Regions from separate parts of the Capra hircus genome. Here region 2 is linked to region 1. Evidence: chromatin contacts called from public Hi-C data. All regions are on one chromosome and are shown on one strand. Each heading gives the region's core, a stretch centred on a gene start, on an enhancer-like site or on the middle of the called end of the contact. The rest is flanking DNA. Distances are from core to core; before and after follow the strand shown. Region 1 holds the start of RGSL1 (regulator of G-protein signaling protein-like). Region 2 has its middle 12 kb from the start of NPL.

Region 1 (5,568 bases), core at 811-3,310:
AGTCACCCCTTAAAAATAAAAAGTTCTGGATGGAGGATCTGATTGTTGAATCTAGGACAGGTGTCCAAGTCTTTGCTGCCAGGAGAGCAGAGAGGCTGTCTGGTCCCTCAAGCATTTATAATGGGAGATAGTCCCTCCAAGACTTACACGGGTTTTCATCTCAAATAAGGAGAATGGTCAGAGACTGAGTAACCAAAACAAAACTCCACAAAACCCCAAGTCAATGTGCTTATTCCTGACCCCTTCGGTGTTCAGATCCTCTTGGGGCTGATTTATGTGTATCCCAGGACAGTGTGAGGAGGGATCTAAATGTGCAAATCAGACCCAAAGCTGGGACTACCCAAAATGACTTGCCTCTCCTTCAAGTGAACATGAGCTTAGTCTTCAAATCCATTTGAAGGCAATAAAAAATGAGTGACAAAAGTTAATTTCCACATTAAAATATTCTGAACACTTGTCTTACAACAGGTCGTTCTCTGTGAGTAAATTTATGCTGAGTTCCAAATTTCCAACTTGTGACAAATGTTTTAGACCTTGGTACTTTGGGAATATGTTAGAAATTTCTATTTTCTCATCATTTCTTATTGTTTTTCATCTCTAAGACTCTTTCCATGTAGACAAAAGACTTTGTGCTCTTGTCTTTGAGTTGCTCATGACCCCAGAAGAAGGCCTAGCCCAGTTTACAATTGAAAAAACATTATACCATTTATACCATCCTTGGGCTTCTGGTGTCTCAGTTGGTAAGGAATCTGCCTGCAGTGCAGGAGACCTGGGTTTGATCCCTGTATTGGGAAGATCCCCTGGAGGAGGGCATGGCAACCCACCCCAGTATTCTTGCCTGGAGAATCCCCATGGACAGAGGAACCTGGCAGGCTACAATCCATGGGGTTGCAAAGAGCTGGACATGACAGAGACTAAACACACACATACCATCCTGAGAAAAATTAAAATGAAAGAATTATAACTTTCCCATATTGCCTCTTGCTTACCTCTATTTTCTTGGAGTAATTGGCCTAAATGAATGAGGAATTGATCAGGAATATAACATTCTTGATCAAAACTGGTCACAGAAAATCTCCAGTTCATCTGTATGCTGTGATTAGATGAAAATGTTGAATAGCTTTTTTTCAGTCTTACACTTAATTTCTTAGATATGTGGGATACCTTTTTCTAAGTAGCTCCTTTCCATACAGATATTGTTTACATCTTACTTTATAACATCTATGGGAAAGTCTAATTAAACATATAAGGATATACATAAGAAGTAGTGGAAGAAATTATACAGAAAATTACATTATTATGAGAAAGTCCAGGAGAGTTATTTCTAACCCCATTAAAGTATGTTTTTCACATGAAAGGAAGGTTTGATTTACTGGCATATTTGAAATAACACAAGCTCTTGAATCAGATAGGCAGAGTCCAATCTCAGTGTTGCATTTACTATTTTGCATTGAAAAGGAGGTGATGATAACCCCTATTTTGCATCACTAAGAACTGAATGAGAATCGTAGTCTAATTCTTCTACATGAAAGCTAATGTGTGTTCAATCTCTTTTCAAACCCACAACCAACCAGAGGAAACTATCTGCAAAAGAAGAGAAGGGGTAGAAAACAGCATGGATATTAGGTTGAATTTTCCAGCTTATCTGAGAGTCAAGTCATTAAATATTTATTGAATACCAGTTAAATTTCTAGAAGGATATTAGATCCAAAAGACACATCAGAAGTTAACAGATTCCTACTCCCTCAAAGAATGAAGTCAAGTTCAAGAGACAGAACTTCAACTCAGGATCTATAATTAGACAACAATTAAAAGGAAACTGTCAATGCACACCAAATAGTATGGACTAAAGCCCTAGGTATAGGAAGAGTCTGTATAGTTTAGAGAATTCAGGAGCTCAGTTAAAAGAAGATTTATCTTCAGCTTGAGTTCAACACCAGAGGCATAGAATCTGGAACCCCTAGCAGGAGGTGTCACTGTGCATTCGTAAGCGGCAGGGTTCTGTTGACTGGGTGCTGATTCCGCTCCTAAACAATCAGTAGCAGGAAGAGCAAGGCGACATGAGCAATGCTGGTGAGTCTCTGAAAGGGATGTCTCAGCAGCTTTGAGCACCCCAAGTAAGGCAAACCACTCACCTTTGCAGTGTCAACAGGAATGAGTCAGTCAGGGACACCACATGTAGACTCTGTGTTATTCGCGCCCGTTGTTTTTCTTCTCTCTCTTCCCCTTCCCCCACCCCATGCCATCAGATCTTTGAGGATCAGATAAGGTCCCATTGATAACACAACAAAGGCAACTAGGAGGAATACCTAAGAGGAAAGAATTAACATGCATATCGACCATTGCGTGTCATACCTCTTCCAGGGAGAAGGCTGGCATGAGGTTTGGGGTTATCCAACAATTTCTTTATTACCGAGTCAGTATCACTATTGTATAGAATGAATGTTGAAAACCTCAGATTATTCTGAAGTTTGAAGGCAGAACAGGTAAGAATGGAGAAACAGGAGTGCAGGATGGGGAAGGGGAGTATGCGGAGAGCCTTTTTCCTACACCCCATGAAGACTGCTTTGTTAGTACCGAGCGCTGCCACAGTCCCGTCCCTTTCACCATCAGTGTTTGTGTGGCTACAAAACAATCGACTGAGAAATTTCTTCCAAACACCGCTTTCCTGCGGTCAGATCCTCTCAATAATCTGTTCAACAAATCCATACCAGGCTTTATGAATGACAAACAAGTGAACAAGAGTCCAGAAGATTGAAGATCTTCTCTTGCAAGAACAATTCACCCAGCACTTACAGAACACTTTGCAAACACCGTTAGCGTCTAGAAGAAAAACAATGAACAGACAAAAGTCTCTCCTCTCGTGGAGCTCAGTCTCATGAGGAAGACAGATGCATCAGTGAGTGAAAAGAATGACTTGTTCATGGTTGTGATGGAAGTTGTACAGGACCGTGTGAGGTGACGGGGAGCAGTGATCAATTTTACTATTGTGGTACCTTCTGCCATTCTTGGTTCACCAGGGAGATTTCATGTAAACCATTTCTTGATAGATAGCAATTTGTGAAGCAGCCTGGGGTTGAAAGGATGTTTCAGGGGATGGGAATGTGGGAATAAAGATACAGAGGTTGGATGTGAGAGTGCATAGCTTGTGCAGGAAAGAGCAGTGTCTTAGCTGGTCAACAGGAGGCAACATGGAGTGGAGCCTCCCAGGTGAGGCTTGGAAGGAACACGAAAACCAGATTGGGTGAAGCCTTAGATACTGTACTAAGGAATTTAGTCTTTATCTTGTAGGACAATGAAGAATTGCTGAAGAGTTTTAGCAATAATATGGTGGCAGTGATTAGAAACAGCAAGAACATTTGAAGAAACTGATGCAACAGTCTGGATGAGAAATGATAGAGGCCTGAAATAAGAAAGTGACTTTATGGATGGAGATGCAAGAATAGGCGCCATCGATACATAAAAGGAGAAAGCACATGCCGCTCCATTGCATGTGGGAGTGCTGAGAGAGAAAAACAGAGAGCAAGAGAAATCAAAGATGATTTTCAGGTTTCTGGTTCAGACAGTTGGATGCTGGTTCCAGTAACTGAGACTGGGAATATAGGAAAATGAGCAGGTTGGGAAGAAAAACTATCAGATCAGCTTTGAAAATGTTGAGATGAAAGTGCCTGATGGGTGTCATGTGGAAACATCCCATAGCTCATTGGATACTGAAACCTAGAGTCAAGGAAAGAAGTCTGGACTGAGAACATAGATTTTTAAGTTATCCATGTGGAATAGATGAAATAAATCAGGGAATTATAAAAAGATGTGCAGAGGGCTGAAGAGAGAGACAGAAAAACATAAAAATTTACACTGGATAGCAAAAAAGACATCTGCAGAACAGAGGGCAAAAATTGGCATCTGTTCTATTATAATAGTGTTTGATTGTCCGGGTTTCTCTTTCTATTACAAGAAAATAATAACCACCAAAGTATCATTAGGAAAAGCAATAAAGGGAATTTCTTAGTTTTCTTATGTTACTGTAACTTCATCCTAGTGGAGTGACACTTACTCTTCTCATCACACATTTGGCTAGACTGAGAAATAGGTCTAGTGTCTAATATTTAGGTTTCTCATTTTGTAAGTCTTTCATTATAAATTTTAGGTATGATAGAAAAATGCTGGGCCATTAATAGGACAATTAACTTACTATTTGCTAGTTAACATTATACACTAAAAAGCATAGACAGTGAATTAGAATGAACTTAGAGAAGCCACCGGTGGTCTCTATGCTTGGCTTTGAGACAGTCAGCATTTTTTCCTTGTATTAATTTGGGCAGCACAATGATCAAGCTTGAGAGAATTAATAAATATGTTGCATAACCAATATTTTTCCAAAAAAGCTCTTTGGGGGTTTTAATGTTGGGCCAAAACCAACTAGTTGAAATTTGACTTGGTTTCTTGGTAAAGTGACTGCATAAATTAAAGATGGTGGAGTGAATAGTGTAATGTGAGAGTGCCCAAAGCTAACCTCATTTCCGGCCACACTAGTATAACTTAGAAGATGGGCAATAGTTGTCTTATGCTCTTCCCTGGGAAGAATGTGAAATGCTTGAATTATGGGTGCCCCTCCAGCCAATGAGAGGGGAGTCAAATGGAAAGAAGGCCACACAAGGAAGTACTGAAAAATTCTTAGTGATTAGCCAGAGTGGGCGGAGGTAACCAAAATGTTGCGATGTCTTTATAAATATAGGAGCATTGTCCTTTAAAAGTGAACTTAGGTGAATTTGGTCCAGCTTCAGAGGGCAGAATTTCAACAAATGAAAAGAAAATAAAGGAAGGCAGTTCACAACAGGAAAGATATTACTAAACTATTTTCTTTTCAGTTCAGTTCAGTTCAGTCACTCAGTCATGTCTGACTCTTTGCAACCCCATGGGCTGAAGCACTCCGGGTTTCCCTGTCCATCACCAAACTCCTGGAGCTTGCTCATATTCATGTCCATCAAGTCGGTGATGCCAACCAACCATCTCATCCTCTATCATCCCCTTCTCCTGCCTTACAATCTTTCCCAGCATCAGGGTCTTTTCCAATCAGTCAATTCTTCACATCAGGTGGCCAAAGTATTGGAGAGTTTCACTGGAGAAGGGAATGGCAGACCACTTCAGTATTCTTGCCTTGAGAACCCCATGAACAGAATGAAAAAAACTATTTTATTTCTTCATAAATGGAATGGGCAGCCCTGTAAGGTGGCAAGCTTCCCACAGCTGGGAGTGCTTAAGCAGGGTTGCAGAGGAGGGTTCTGGAAAGGGAGGGAGGGGGAATTGAGTTGGATGACTTTAAAGGTCATCATCATGTGGAAATTTGCCCTTATGAAATGACCCATTCAATTGCTTCATTTTCTCATCCTAAATGCAATCCTGCTTATGAGTTTTGTTTTTTTTTTTCCCTTATAGAGATAATTGGTTCGACAAATCTTATAATTCTGCTAGAGGATGAAATCTTTGCCGATTTTTTCAACACATTTCTTTCTCTCCCGGTAAGCATTCTCAGACTCAAATCCAAATGTTTCATCAACAGCCAAATAG
Region 2 (5,568 bases), core at 964-3,463, 290 kb after region 1:
AACAGAGAAGGTGCTGGGTTACAGAACACGGCCCATGGTCATTCCAGCCACCATCCTTCAGTTCAAACTGCCTCATCACCGACCAAGTCATTTCGTTTCTCTCTACCTAGGTTTTCCACATATGTAGGATAGGGAAATCAAAACATGTCACCAGATAACACCATTTTTTAGATCACGTGATGTTTTTCATCCAAAGATTTTACAAGATAAAATCCTCCCACGGGACAGGCATCACTGCGTAGAGGAGAGGTCGTGCTTTGAAATTAAAGAGACTTCTTACCAGCTATTTAGCTATTTGTTATCGTTAACAAATAGCTAAATAAACCTCTCTCCCTGAAACTAAACTCTCATCTCTGAAGTTACTTCAGTGACTGTAATTATTTGTAATATTACTTCTGTCCATAGGCTTGTTGAAATATTCTCATTTTTCCCAATTTCTGCAAGTGCCATGCCTCACAGGAAGTGTTAAGAATTATTATTATCATAATAAGTATAACAAACACCTCTGTTTGTCTCATACACTAGTTAAAGAGTGTCTGCTTCAGCGGTGATTCATGGGTTTTCTTCTTAGAGAACAAAGTCAGGGAGTTACACAATTTCTTTATCTTTCTTGGTTGAGGGATTGTTTATGCTTAATGGTCTATCACATGACTTCAGACTTATTCAACTAAATAATAAGTGAAGAAACACCCGATACGCGGCACTAACAAATCCATTCCTCAGTCTGTCTCTTTCACCTCTGCTATAAACATGTAGATGAATGGGGCACAGAGTTAATCTTATTTCTCTGAACTAGGGATGATGCAAATAAAATACTCTGTCCCTGTGTGTCATTTGCTTTTCCCCCTTTTGATCAGTATGCTTTGCCATACTGTATCCATTTCTGTTTTTGTCTTTGTTTTCTGGATCGGCAGGTACAGAATGCAACTAGTCACACAGCTGTGACATGTTATTTTCTTAAAACAAGATCAGCTTAAGCCTCCCCCAAGTGCTGCTCTAACCCTGGATCTTCTCCGCCTGAGGACCCCAGGAGCCTAAAGAGCTTTGAACGGCTACTTTGCAGGATAGATGACTCCCCCCTTTTTAAAATTATTTTTAATTGGAGGATGATTACACAGTTGCGTTGGTTTCTGCCATACAACCGTGTGAATCAGCCATAAGTATACATATGTCCCCTCCCTCTTGAACCTCCCTTCCATCCCTCATCCCATCCCACCCTCTAGGTTGTCACAGAGCACTGGGCTGAGCTCCCTGTGTTATAGAGCAGCTTCCCAGCAGCTGTCTATTTCACACTAGGCAATGTATATGTTTCAACGCTACTCTCAGTTCGGCCCCGCTGGGTCCACAAGCTTGTTCTCCATGCCTGTGCAGAGGACACCCTTTAAGAAGAGTTTTCCTCCCTCTTCGTGGGTTGCCTGAGTATCCCTTTGGGAAAGATGAACTGTTTCCTTTTGCGTACCTGTGCTAAACAGCAATTCGATTTTTCTCTCAAAAGCATTCATCAAGGTCTGCCGTGTAACGGGCAAGGCCTGGGTGCTGGAGAGACAAGGGTGACTACCACTCTACCACCCAGAGCTGGGGACTCCCACTGTAGGAACCCACAGTTTGATGGAGGAAGCAGAAAGCCTGAAAGATAACTACCACACAGGGAGATAAGTGTGACTCGAAAGTGTGTGGCCAGGCTGTCAGCCTGAGGCCAGTGTTGCCCACCACTAGGAGTCAACTTTGTCTGATAAATCTAAGGGAGCAGTTGGCCTGGTTAGGAGCTGATTAGACCGAAGGGAAGGGATGGCTTGAAGGTGCTTGCGACAAAGGAATGATAGGAAGGAACAGTCCTGGGGTGCAGAATGGGGCATGGGAAAGAAAAAAATGTCTTCTCTCTGACCTTGGCTCCCTGCCTAAGCTCTATAGACTCATTTCTGAGCCTGTGGACAGAGAGCCTGCAGGCAGAGAGGGTAGCGTCGGTGAGGCGCTGGATACAAGTCATGTCACTTTGAGACAAGGGTGAAAAACTGGCCAAGAAGAAGGGGCTTTTCTGTGTCTTTAGGCACCAAGAGAGCAACTTTGGCTGAGAGCGCTGTGACAGTGGCTGAGGGGAGACACTGCCCCCCAGTGGCCTCATGGCAGGGGACACCAACAAGGAGCTGGAAGACTAACAGGAAAAGACGGGAGGGAACACCAGCGGTACCACCTGCCTCCCAGGAACACTGGGGGAGACGTGGAGGGAGGGCTGCCCACTCCGCAGGCGGGTGGAAGCACAGCCAGTGCAACGGGAGTTCTCACCACTAAGACAATAACCGTTACCAGCAGCGCTGATGCGTAGGTAAAACTGCAGGAAACAGAGGTTCAGTTCAGTTCAGTCGCTCAGTCGTGTCCGACTCTTTGCGACCCCATGGGCTGCAGTGCGCCAGGGTTCTCTGTTCATCACCAACTCTGGGAGCCTACTCAAACTCATGTCCATCGCGTTGGTGATGCCATCCAACCATCTCATCCTCTCTCATCCCCTTCTACATGCACAAAAGTTATGTGAACACCAAAAAAACCCCTTATTTTCTGGCCACAAGATTAAGCAGAGTGGTATGTGCACTAGTTAGTAATGGGTCTGATAGGCAGAGCTATAGGATGTCCAAGATAAGTAACAAGAGGAGATTCAGACACAACTTTGGGGGTGGGGGTGGAGACTGGGTGGTGGTGAGCAGGAGTTCAGCCAGACACGGAGCGGGCTGCTGCAAAGCTCTGGATGCAGGAGCTTCCGGGAAGATGCTGCCAAAGAAGATGGCCCCGAGGCTGCGCACATCCTGGAAGTCAGACGACCAGACAGGAATACTCAACCAAATTTAAAACAGGACTTCTCTCCTGAACTAAACAAAATGAAATTCTATCCACAAGTGCATGGTTCAGTGGAAAAAAGAAACAAAAACTTCAAACAGCCCTAAAAGGCATGTTGAAAAATAAGTCCCTCCCTTCCTCAATCCCTATTGCCAGGAGAAATGACTGATAGCTACTGTCATATACTAGTATAAAACAACTAGCGAGTTGTTAAATTTCTTAAATATTTCCTTTCAGGTTGATAAGTAGCTACTGCTTCAAGCCCATAAAGTGCTGCCTGCCCAGAATTTCAACCAATCATTAATGGGTTAAAGCTTAGATTCCAGGGGGTCTCCAGCATCCTTCCAGCTTGAAGGCCAGCAGCCATCCTGTTTGTCAATGCCGAGCCACATAAATATTCTGAACATCACTGTTATCCTTCCAGATAACCTATTCGCGTATATAGGCATATCCCTGCACACATCTTTACTTCTTTTAATACAGATGGAAGAACTGAACACTGCTCTGCGTTTTGCGTGGTTTTTTACCTGCTTGGCCCACCTTTACAAATGTAGACTGTAGGTATGTCTTTCAGAGCTAACATAATCTAGTTATAACAAGCCAAACTGACCTGAGAAATGGGCACAGGAATAAAGAGTGAGATTCTGGAATAACTTATGGGAGCTTTCCAGTAGACCCAGAAGAACTTGGCCGATGGATTCAGTGGAAATACCACTGAAAGCTGGAATCCGAGAGTGCTGGTCTAGGCTAATGATACCCTGACAGCTTGGGTGCAGAGGAGGAGGAGGGACAGGGCCAGCGAAACCTCCCTGAGTCTCCCTCCAGAGACCATCTGGGCTCCTACCCCTGCTACCAGCTGACAGAGGGGACCTAAGCTTTAGAGGTTGAACGGTTAGCATCTAAATTCAGGCCTTACCCAGAATCAAACCAGTCTTGGGTAAAAATATATTAAATTGACCTTACCTCAGTGAATTTCCTTTCTTTCAAAAGGGACACATAATAAATTTTCCTCATAAAAGAGTCAAAATATATTTCTCCTAACTGCTCCATCTTCATCTCAAATGTGAAAAGAAGCATAGAACTTTTTTATTCATGAGGGAGAACATACTTACAAACTAAATTTGAACCACATTTTTAAGTATCCTCTACATATCAGAAAGTCAAGCCCACTGAATATGCATCTTCTTATAGTCGTCTTTATCATTAAAGCACAAAAGACTACAATTTGCCGGGGGGGAGTGGGGGACATAATTTTTCATGTCTAGCTTTTGTGTTTCTATACATCCTTTTTTTAATATTAAGAGGCAAGGATTAAACAAGATTTAAAATTAAAGGTTTCATCTGCATAGATTAAGGGGAAAGGAGGATGAGGAAATGGGAGAAGGAAAGGATTAGCTAATATTATTATTGTTTACTGATATTCCCAGAAACTTTCAGTCCAGAAAGGATTCATCAAAAGAGAAAGTAATTTCCGCTGATAGACTGCCACCTGGTGGTGAGTTTTTACTTTACTCATAATATTGGGTTGGCCGAAAAGTTCTTTTGAGTTTTAAAATCTCGAAAGAACTTTTTGGCCAACACAATATAAGCAGTTACTGAGTTTTGGGATGTTTTGGAAGACACGCTTATTTCTCTTTGAGACCCCTGGGGAATGTTATAGACTATTGCCACAAGGAAAATGGACTCACTTGTATGCTTCCCAAAGACCTAACGATCGGGTGGCACAGCGGTAAAGAATCTGCTTGTCAATGCAAGAGACATAAGAGACACATAAGACCCCAGGGTTGGATCCCTGGGCCAGGAAGATTCGCTGGAGTAGGAAATGGCAGCCCGCTCCAGTATGCTTGCCTGGAGAATCCCATGGACAGAGAAGCCTGGCGGGCTACAGCCCATGAGGTCCCGAAGAGTTGGACACGACCGAGCACAGACAAATGCAGTCACCAGGTAGACAGCAGCAATGCAGGCTGAACGTCTTTCAAAAGGGGGTCTGGCCTTTGTAATTATTTGAAGATTACCAAAGAAGCCCAGCCAAGCAAAATTAATATTGTTACATTTCTCTCCTGTTTTCAACCTATGGCATGTTCATAAGTCACCCTTGCTAGCAGTCAAACAAAGCCCAAATTTTTTCAAAGGGTTTTCCTCTCATTAGGTGGTGACAAAACATGTGTGCAACCCATTGGTTCAGTTCAGTTCAGTCGCTCAGTCGTGTCTGACTCTTTGTGACCCCATGAACTGCAGCACGCCAGGCCTCCCTGTCCATCACCAACTCCTGGAGTGCACTCAAACTCACGTCCATCGAGTCGGTGATGCCATCCAGCCATCTCATCCTGGGTCGTCCCCTTCTCCTCCTGCCCCCAATCCCTCCCAGCATCAGTCTTTTCCAATGAGTCAACTCTTCGCATGAGGTGGCCAAAGTACTGGAGTTTCAGCTTCAGCATCAGTCCTTCCAAAGAACACCCAGGACTGATCTCCTTCAGAATGGACTGGTTGGATCATCAGCCTAAAGACAGAACAGAGAATGTCCAAGTCAGCAACAAGGCAATGTTTAATCCACACCAGGAATAATCCCCTCCCTGCTCTCAGAGGGGTACTATGTTTCTGTCTGGCTCCTGTGTCCATCAGGTTCCCTAGTTTCACATCTTCTGTGCTGACACCATCCCTCTTAACCACAAAGGTCCCTCAACAAAATATTAGCCAACAAAATTCGACAAAATATCAAAAGGATCATACACTATGATC

The links. Hi-C and Micro-C count contacts between places; a contact is called where the count stands out from the background.
Region 2: a contact with region 1 is called in a Hi-C map of liver, with 4 times the contacts expected there. The contact joins the enhancer-like site here to the promoter of RGSL1 in region 1. A contact is called at or near these places in 2 of 5 Hi-C or Micro-C datasets (blood and liver).

The regions. Positions count from the first base shown.
Region 1 is chr16:62,166,638-62,172,205 of ARS1.2, forward strand. RGSL1 (regulator of G-protein signaling protein-like) reads left to right here and starts at 2,061. Exons shown (of 21, transcript XM_005690946.2): 1 at 2,061-2,073; 2 at 5,437-5,519. The coding sequence starts at 2,061.
Region 2 is chr16:62,457,323-62,462,890 of ARS1.2, forward strand. No RefSeq gene overlaps it. Among named protein-coding and RNA genes, the nearest start is that of NPL, 12 kb to the right of the region's middle. Within about 2 kb of position 2,214, at least 1 of the 5 cell types and tissues checked has an H3K27ac peak or open chromatin away from gene starts, as enhancers often do.